Linked DNA regions of Siniperca chuatsi: regions 2 and 3 are each linked to region 1. A link is a contact called in public Hi-C data. All regions are on one chromosome and are shown on one strand. The core of a region is the stretch at or near the end of the contact, and the rest is flanking DNA. Distances in the headings are between cores, read along the strand shown.

What was found. Hi-C and Micro-C count contacts between places; a contact is called where the count stands out from the background.
Region 2: a Hi-C map of liver shows a contact between it and region 1, with 2.0 times the contacts expected there. The contact joins the enhancer-like site here to the promoter of krt99 in region 1. A contact is called at or near these places in 3 of 3 Hi-C or Micro-C datasets (liver, skeletal muscle and an unstated tissue).
Region 3: a Hi-C map of an unstated tissue shows a contact between it and region 1, with 5 times the contacts expected there. The contact joins the enhancer-like site here to the promoter of krt99 in region 1. A contact is called at or near these places in 2 of 3 Hi-C or Micro-C datasets (skeletal muscle and an unstated tissue).

The regions. Positions count from the first base shown.
Region 1 is chrLG3:24,526,908-24,529,522 of ASM2008510v1, forward strand. It overlaps krt99 (keratin 99), which reads left to right and starts at 1,326. Exons shown (of 9, transcript XM_044191424.1): 1 at 1,326-1,722. The coding sequence starts at 1,417.
Region 2 is chrLG3:24,464,580-24,467,194 of ASM2008510v1, forward strand. jupa (junction plakoglobin a) reads right to left here. Exons shown (of 16, transcript XM_044191421.1): 13 at 959-1,080; 14 at 710-749. Among protein-coding and RNA genes, the nearest start is that of jupa, 17 kb to the right of the region's middle. Within about 2 kb of position 1,317, the one cell type or tissue checked has an H3K27ac peak away from gene starts, as active enhancers do. A contact at or near this core is called in liver, where this site is marked.
Region 3 is chrLG3:24,568,360-24,570,974 of ASM2008510v1, forward strand. No RefSeq gene overlaps it. Among protein-coding and RNA genes, the nearest start is that of krt94, 7.8 kb to the left of the region's middle. Within about 2 kb of position 1,287, the one cell type or tissue checked has an H3K27ac peak away from gene starts, as active enhancers do.

The DNA of each region.
Region 1 (2,615 bases), core at 76-2,575:
TGTGTAACCTACCAAATGCATTGACTAGACACTGATGGACAACAGTGGTTATATTCAAAATTATTGCTAGGGACAATTCAGTAGTCACTGGATATTCTACGCCCTCGTGCCACCCTTAGAGGGTCTAGGTGAACATAAAGAAAGGTCGATCTCCCTCTATGCGGCGATGCACCTGTTGACCTCCATTTAAGAGTCCGGAAAAGTGACAGTAAAGTTGCACATTTGCAGTTTGTCAAAATATTTCTTACCTTAAAGCGCGTTTATGTGTAGCCTAACTTCAGCCGAACAGTGGCCACTGTGGCCACAAGCCACAATGAAAGGGTGATGGTAAATGCTACAACAGTGTAACAGTGGCACAAAAAGAAAAGAGTCCGAAAATGAACTCAGTTACACAGAAATATGTATCTAATGTTTGCTAACCGTAGCTAACATTAGCCACCATAAGCTACTGGTCATAAGGCTGTAACCCCAAAACCCCTAAATGTAGGAATTTTAGTAACATTAAGGTTTTGTTTTATTTCTTATAAATCCAACTTTTCATTTGTAAGATGAGGATTGTGTTATTTCTTCTATCAAAAGTGACATGGTCTCGGACATACTAGGCTATGTAGCTATGCTACGCTATGTCCTTCAAAATGGGGTCATCCCTATGTCCCCAGGGCCCCGTGTTCCCTTAACATAAGACACGCTTTACATCTGTCTTCCTAGCAATTTAAAGATTTACACATATAAAAAAAATTATTGATTAAAAATGAGTGGTTAGGGTTAACCCTATTAACCATGACTTTATCATAGAGTTTCAAATTATGGTTTGAAAGAGGAGACGCACACTATTGCGGTAAGTGGAACCTCTTAAAATTACGTCGTACCACTCCAGAGCCACTTGTTCTCAGAGTTGTTCTGTTGCTCTTCTTTTGTTCTGAGTTGGTCTAGCCTTTTGTGTTGAGTTTTGAGCTGATTTCAACATATTGACGCAGGGAAACATACATTGAACATCTGACCTATAAACATTGCTGAGAACATAATGTGCTAAACGCTCCTCTTAGATGCCTGAGCAGTTGTTCAGCCAGATAACTGTGTGGCATTTAAACACGCTGCAGCAGGCTAAGTATAACTGACATTGAAGAAAAGAAAAATACTAATCTTCATACCTGGCTAGTTATCAGTTAGCCAGCCATCAAGCTGCCCAACTAGATGTTCAACCTGTCTTCCACAGAGCGTCACTAATACTGTTCACACCCAGATATTAGGTTTTCAAAAATCTATCAACTGAATACCACACATTGCTGTGGCATTGGACCGACGCTGTCTCCTTCTCTCAGAGTCCTATAAAATGCCCAGTTGTCTCAGGCAGGGTCACTCCTCGCACACTCTCCAGCTGTGCTCATCACCTGCAGGTCACCACCACCTCTCACCATGTCTGTCAGTCTCGCCAGCCAGAGCAGCTACAGCTCCCGCAGCATCTCCAACACCAGTGCCATCAGCCTGAGCGGAGGGATGCAGTTTGTCGGAGCCGGCCAGACCCGCATCTCCACGGGCCCCTTCCAGACCCGCGCGCCCAGCGTGTATGGGGGCGCGGGAGGTTACGGGACCCGCATCTCCCAGTCCCACTCAGTCTTCTCCTCCAGGTCACTGACCCCGTACGGCGAGACTGGAGTGATGAATAACGGGAAGGTGACCATGCAGAACCTCAACGACCGCCTGGCCTCCTACCTGGAGAAGGTAAGGCATGATGATGATGATGATGATACCTACAAATTGCTGCACGCTGTTGGCTGCAACACTCCCGCTTTCCTGTGCTTTTCTTAAAGCGTTGTAAGCACTCCGAGAACACACACCTTTGCCACTGCTGCACAGTCCTGGGAAGCTTTGTCAGACCTTCTGTAATTATGGACAAAGTGTTTTCTGACACATGCAGTGACACATACTGCATATTCAAAGACTTATTTTAAAACTTCACTATATCAGTTTTTGTAGCTCAGTAATCTCCTACTTTATATTACGGTAAATACTGTATGTTTATTTAGATATATTTATGTCAATGATTTGTGCTGTTGTGGTTAATGAAAATGACACTCACTTCTGCACTGCTGCCACTTTTCTGTGAAAAAGAGCTTCACCCAAAACATTTCAAGGGGCATAAATTCACATAGAAACACTATATCCACAAAGCAAATTAATTTAGAGAACACAGATAACAAAGCCACAGATGAAAGGAACCTGCCTATACATATATATATAGCTGCATTTTAAAACACAATGCACAGGAAGCAGCATGATGAAAGGCTCAGACTGAGCAGTTGTCAGCTATTGTCCAAACTGCTCAGCCTCCTTCAAAGATCCATCATCACCACGAGCCTACGTACATATAACCTGTAACCACACCAACACGCACTGATATAAAGTGTGTCTACTTCAGCAACACACCGTGAAGCTGTAGCACTGCATCTCCTCCAGCAACTGCAACTTTAGGGAGAAACCAATACCACAGGGAAAGGGGGCATGTGACTTTTTGTGATATGATCTGTGACATAATTGGAAGAATACGTTTGACTCATAGTATAAAATGATCCTAACTACATATAAAAAATACTAGTAATAAAATTAAATATTAA
Region 2 (2,615 bases), core at 67-2,566, 62 kb before region 1:
CTTCCCTTGTACTTGGAGGGTTTATTTACAGCTGCTGTCATGATACTGCTGTATAAAAAGCTTGTGGAAATCATTCCCCCCCCCATAGAGTCTCCCAGCTCTGAGAGGGAGGCCATACAAGGCGAAAGTAGAAAGAAAGGAAAAGTATGGGAATTAGGAGAAAGATGCAAACACATAAGGAAACACCAGGAAGGAGACTGACTGAGAGAAAACCTTTTAGACGCGGCAATGACGAACAGATAGTGATCTATCAAGAGAATACGATTTGAGAATAAAACAAAGAAAAGGCAAAGGCTGAAGTGAATGAGATAAGAATCAGGCTCTGAGGTAAAGTATTCCATTACATCCATTTGAATCCTGTTTACACAATATGACTTGGCCATATACATTGCTTGGGAATAAAAGAACAAAAATAGAACACAGAACATAGATGGAGAGGACGAGGCCAAATTTGTGACTGATTTGAAGGAGGTATCAAAGTAAGAAAGATTATTAAAAATCAATGCAGGCTAGGCCTGTGCTGCTCGAGTTACTGAATAACCACAGAGTACTTTTTTTTTTTTTTTTTTTAACTAGAAAAACTATTTTCAGCAGGGAGGCGACCTGTTAGCAGAGTACAGCATTTTAACACTGCGGTCGCTCCCTGTGGTGGAGTGACCGAGTGCTGAGGAATGTGCTGTATGTGCACATTTCTGCCATAGTTACTCACCATCTGGATAGGGTCCATCCATGGGGACACTGTTGTGGGCCTGCAGAGAGGTCATAAGAGGGCAAAGGCCAAAAAAAGTCAACACTTTTATATAGAAAGATTATTAATAGTCCTTAAAGAGCATATAATAAAGTTTCTTAAAAACCAATTGCTTTGCATAATAAAAAAAAAAAAATAATAAAATAAATTAAAAAAATCGACTTTTGTTCAGTTGTCCTGTCCTAGCAGTGGAGGGCGCCAGACACTCACCATCTCCCAGGCGGCAGGGTCATGTTTGAACAGAGAGTGTGTCAGCTCCACAGACACTCGCTTCTTGTAGTCTGAGTTCTTATCCTCGGAGATGCGGAAGAGCACAGCTGCAGCATAAGTAGCTAAGGGGGAAAGAATCAGGACACATTCAACGATGTACAAAAACCTCCCACTCTTTTTAATAGTAATGTGTAATAGTCTGGGTGTATTGAAATAGAAACAGATCAAGTCCACTTAAAGTCTGGACTGCACCAGAGGTTAAAGTTTTAAAGATAAAAACAGTGAAAACGCAATAGTTTTAGTGCTGATAACAATTACTGCATGAGTGACTTGTAGGTATTTTTTCTTTTATAGAAGGCCCTGAGGCATTATTATTTACAACATCAATTCTAAAGCTTTAACAGCACAACGTGCGCAATTAACATATATCTCTGTATGAGCCTAGTATAATTCAGCCATGGTACAGGTGAATGTAATATAAAAAGACACATACTTTCAAGTAGCTAAGCCTGATGATTGAACCAAGGAATGACAAAATTTAATAAAAAGCCATTTTAAACATTTTCCCTTAACAAAAAATATAACCACCTAAAACACAAATTGACTTTTTACTTAAAGAGAATAGTTTAATATTTTGGGTAACACACATATTCACTTCCTCGCTGAGAGTTAGATGAGAACATCAATACCCCTCTCATATTTGTACACTAAACATGAAGCTGGAACCGGCAGCCGGTTAGCTTAGCTTAGACTAAAGACTGGAAACAGGGGGGGAAAAACAGCTAGCCTGGCTCTGTCCAAAAAGTAACAAAATCTGCCTACCAGCACCTCTAAAGGTCACTAATTAATACGGTATATCTTGTTTGTTTGATCTGCATGAAAACTGAGTAAAAACGACAGGAAATAGTCCTGCATATAACTCCCTGTACAACTACAACCTCCCATTTTTAATTTGATTAAGCTAAGCTAAGCTAACCGGTTGCTGGCATTAGCTTCATATTTAACGTACAGACATAAGAGTGGTATCAATCTAATGAACCATACCATAACATAACAATGCAACAGTAAGATAAAATAAGAAATAGAAGAAGACATAAGTAAATACCTCCATTAAAAGTGTACTTAAAGTTACTATGTATAGATTTCTTATGAGGCATCTATCAGTTACTCTGATACAAACATATTGGTTTTGCCAGGACAATCTTCCTTTTTTTCCCCTGTGAAAACAGTTTTGGCAGGTGAAATGTTTTTTTTGTCTGGATCATGCAAGTGTTTGTTGTTGTAATACTCCTTTCAGGCCACAAGAGGCTGAAGTGCACCGCTAACCCATGTTCTAAATAGGACTAAAAGCATTTGTGTTTTCTTCCAGGTGAGTTTTTATTTTTCCATGCACTCTAAACATAAGGTACATACAGTATATTGTGTGTTAGCAAGTATGTACCATTACTGTCATTACTTTCTTTTGGCTAGAAATGTATTTTAATCCGTGCTAATCTAAAGTGTGCACTTCAGCCTCTTGTGGCTGGAAAGAGTATTAGAAAAACAAACACTTTTCACCTGGCAAAACCTTTATTCCCCACCCGTTCTTAGGTCACTAACACAGGAGAGAAAACCATTTAGATCAGACTTAGAAAATGGATCACCAGAATTTTTTTCC
Region 3 (2,615 bases), core at 37-2,536, 41 kb after region 1:
CATGGCCACACAAAGGAATATGACAGGAAGCAATGCGAAGTTGCAGACAGTCATTTCTCCCTGTCATGGTTGTCTGCCATCCAAGGCTAGCCTGAGGCAAGCAGAGAGTAAGATCAGAGAGGAAAAGAAGATGTTACACACTTGATGTCATGAAATACTTGGCATAACGAGAGTTCAGTTCAATTACTGACAAGTTCATGGTGAGAACATGACATTGTGTCTTGATATTGAAACTGCGGAAGCCACAGGGACTTTCCCACTATGTATGTGTAATCTTTCCTTATCCTGCAACTAAATCCCTAGTCTGTAAACTGTAAGTCACAGTATGTTTTTGACAATTTATTTAATGCAGTAAGCTTCAGAATTACACAGAAAATAGCAGTATACTCATAGTTTGAAATACTCTTATTCACTTTCTTGAGAAGATTGATACCAGTTTCATGTCTGTATGCTAAATTTGAAGCTACCAGCAGTTGGTTTTAGCTTTGCTTAGCACAAAGACTGGAAATAGGGGCAGGGGTTGTTTTTACACTATATTTCTTGTATATATTTAAAAAATAAGATACAACGTGTTAATTAGTCAGCTTTAGTGGTGATGGTAGGTGGATTTTGTTACCTCAGGACAGCGCCACGCTAGCGGTTTCCCTCTGCTCCTAGTCTTTGTGCTAAGCTAAGCTATCCGGCAGCTGGTGGTAGCTTAGCGTACAGACATACAGTGGTATCAGTCTTCTCATCTAACTCTCTGCAAGAAAGTGAATCATATGTCCCTATCAACTATTTCTTTACACTATTAACCAAATTTACAGTATTGAAGTATTGACTGATTTAATTAAAGAATGTAAAAAGTCAGAATCAGAAAAAATCACTTCAGTGTGGGGCTGCTGTATTTCAATGTGGAATTTTACCAAATCACATTAATCTTTCATATCAGTGAAATGTTTATTAAGTATTACTCCTGTCTGCAACTGGAGCATATCAGCAGGAATGTTGATGTGTCCGGTCAAAAAGTCCATTAAGGGGTTGCGGAGAGGAGGAACATTCTTCACTCGATGGCACACTCTATTCTGGAGCAGTGTTAGGTTTGACACACAAGCTGAGAGGAATGCCTAACCTCTTTGCTAAAGGTCTCAGACTCTGTATGGCATCAGACCTCACTGTGAAAGTTTTCAAACTCTGCCCGAGCTGCAGCGAGGCGTAGAAACAGTTGAGTGGTAGAGAGTGGAACAGGACCAAATCCCCTTCAGGGGCTCTCAGGCCATGCCAAGCATGAGATAGATGGGATTTTTTTTTGTCCATTTGCATACCTGTGCAAGCGAGAACAGTCCCTATCAGTCCATTCCCACCACTAAAACATAGTCACTGACATTGAGTATCGTCTCCTTTTTTAATAAGAAAGCACATGGCTCTGACTGGGCAGTGGGGGATGGCTGAAAGTTGGGAGTTTAACAGGTAGGGCTGGTTCAAGGAACCACACCCTACATACAATTCCAGGAGCCTTAAGACCAGGATGGACCTACTTCGGCAGGGCATACAGTGCTTTACAACAGCTTAGCAGCATTCTATATACAGTGCATGCTATCATCAAAGAGGGATCTTATACAAAGAACAAGTCTGATCCGGTTGCATTTTTCTGTAGTGATCACATTCACTTCAAAGCTTCCCATGGGCTGGAGCATATCCCAGCATGCACTGGGTGGAGAAACCCAAACCTAGATATAATAAGTGTTTAAAGAAATACTTTCTGTTGAAATCCCTATTAAGATACACAAAACTCAGTAACTACCCAGTGAAAGAACTACTGATCAAAGTTGCTCAGAGGCAGTGAGGCACACTTTCCCTACAAAACTGCTACTGACTGTAAACACTTATATGACCCTGATTTTCCAAATTCTGTAAGTTTGTGTGAATGTGCCTTAAAGGCTCACAATAAACTGCATTCATTGCACCAGCCATAAAAAAGGTAAACAGTAGTAATAATCAACTTGATGTTCTGTATGCAATACTTTAAAATCAATGTTAGGAAGGGGAAAAATCTCAGCAACAAGTGAAATGTATAAGTGAATAAATTAAATCAACTAGCAACTACAAAATAAACAAAACAGAAATGAAACTACAGTATTTGCATATTAGCACTGAACAGTAAGAAGACAGCATTTTGAGGTATTTAGGTCATTTTAGCTACAGACTTTCCTGGGCAACTCCCTTTTCTCATAAAAGTTAAGGCAATACTGCCACCAAGTGCTGGTTCCCTGTACATTTAAGAATGAGTTGACAAGAGAGACTAATTTTAACAAACTTATTTTCAAACCCACAGAAATTTGACATATGCTGCACCTAGTGAAAGCCAAAACCACACAGCCATTTGTCACATCTGAAATCAGCTCAATATATGCCGGCGCTTTCCAAAATTAACATAAATTAGCAGACTCAGTTTCTCAATATTTTGGCAATTCATAGAGACTTTAACATGTCAGTTTGAAGAACAAATCCAGCAAAGATGTTTGACAGTTTAAGGACTGTTACTTTAAAAAAAAATGGATTTGAGAATCTTTTGTTCATAGCACAAATGGACGAATCATCTATGGCATATTGTGTTAATAGCAGTACACAGACTG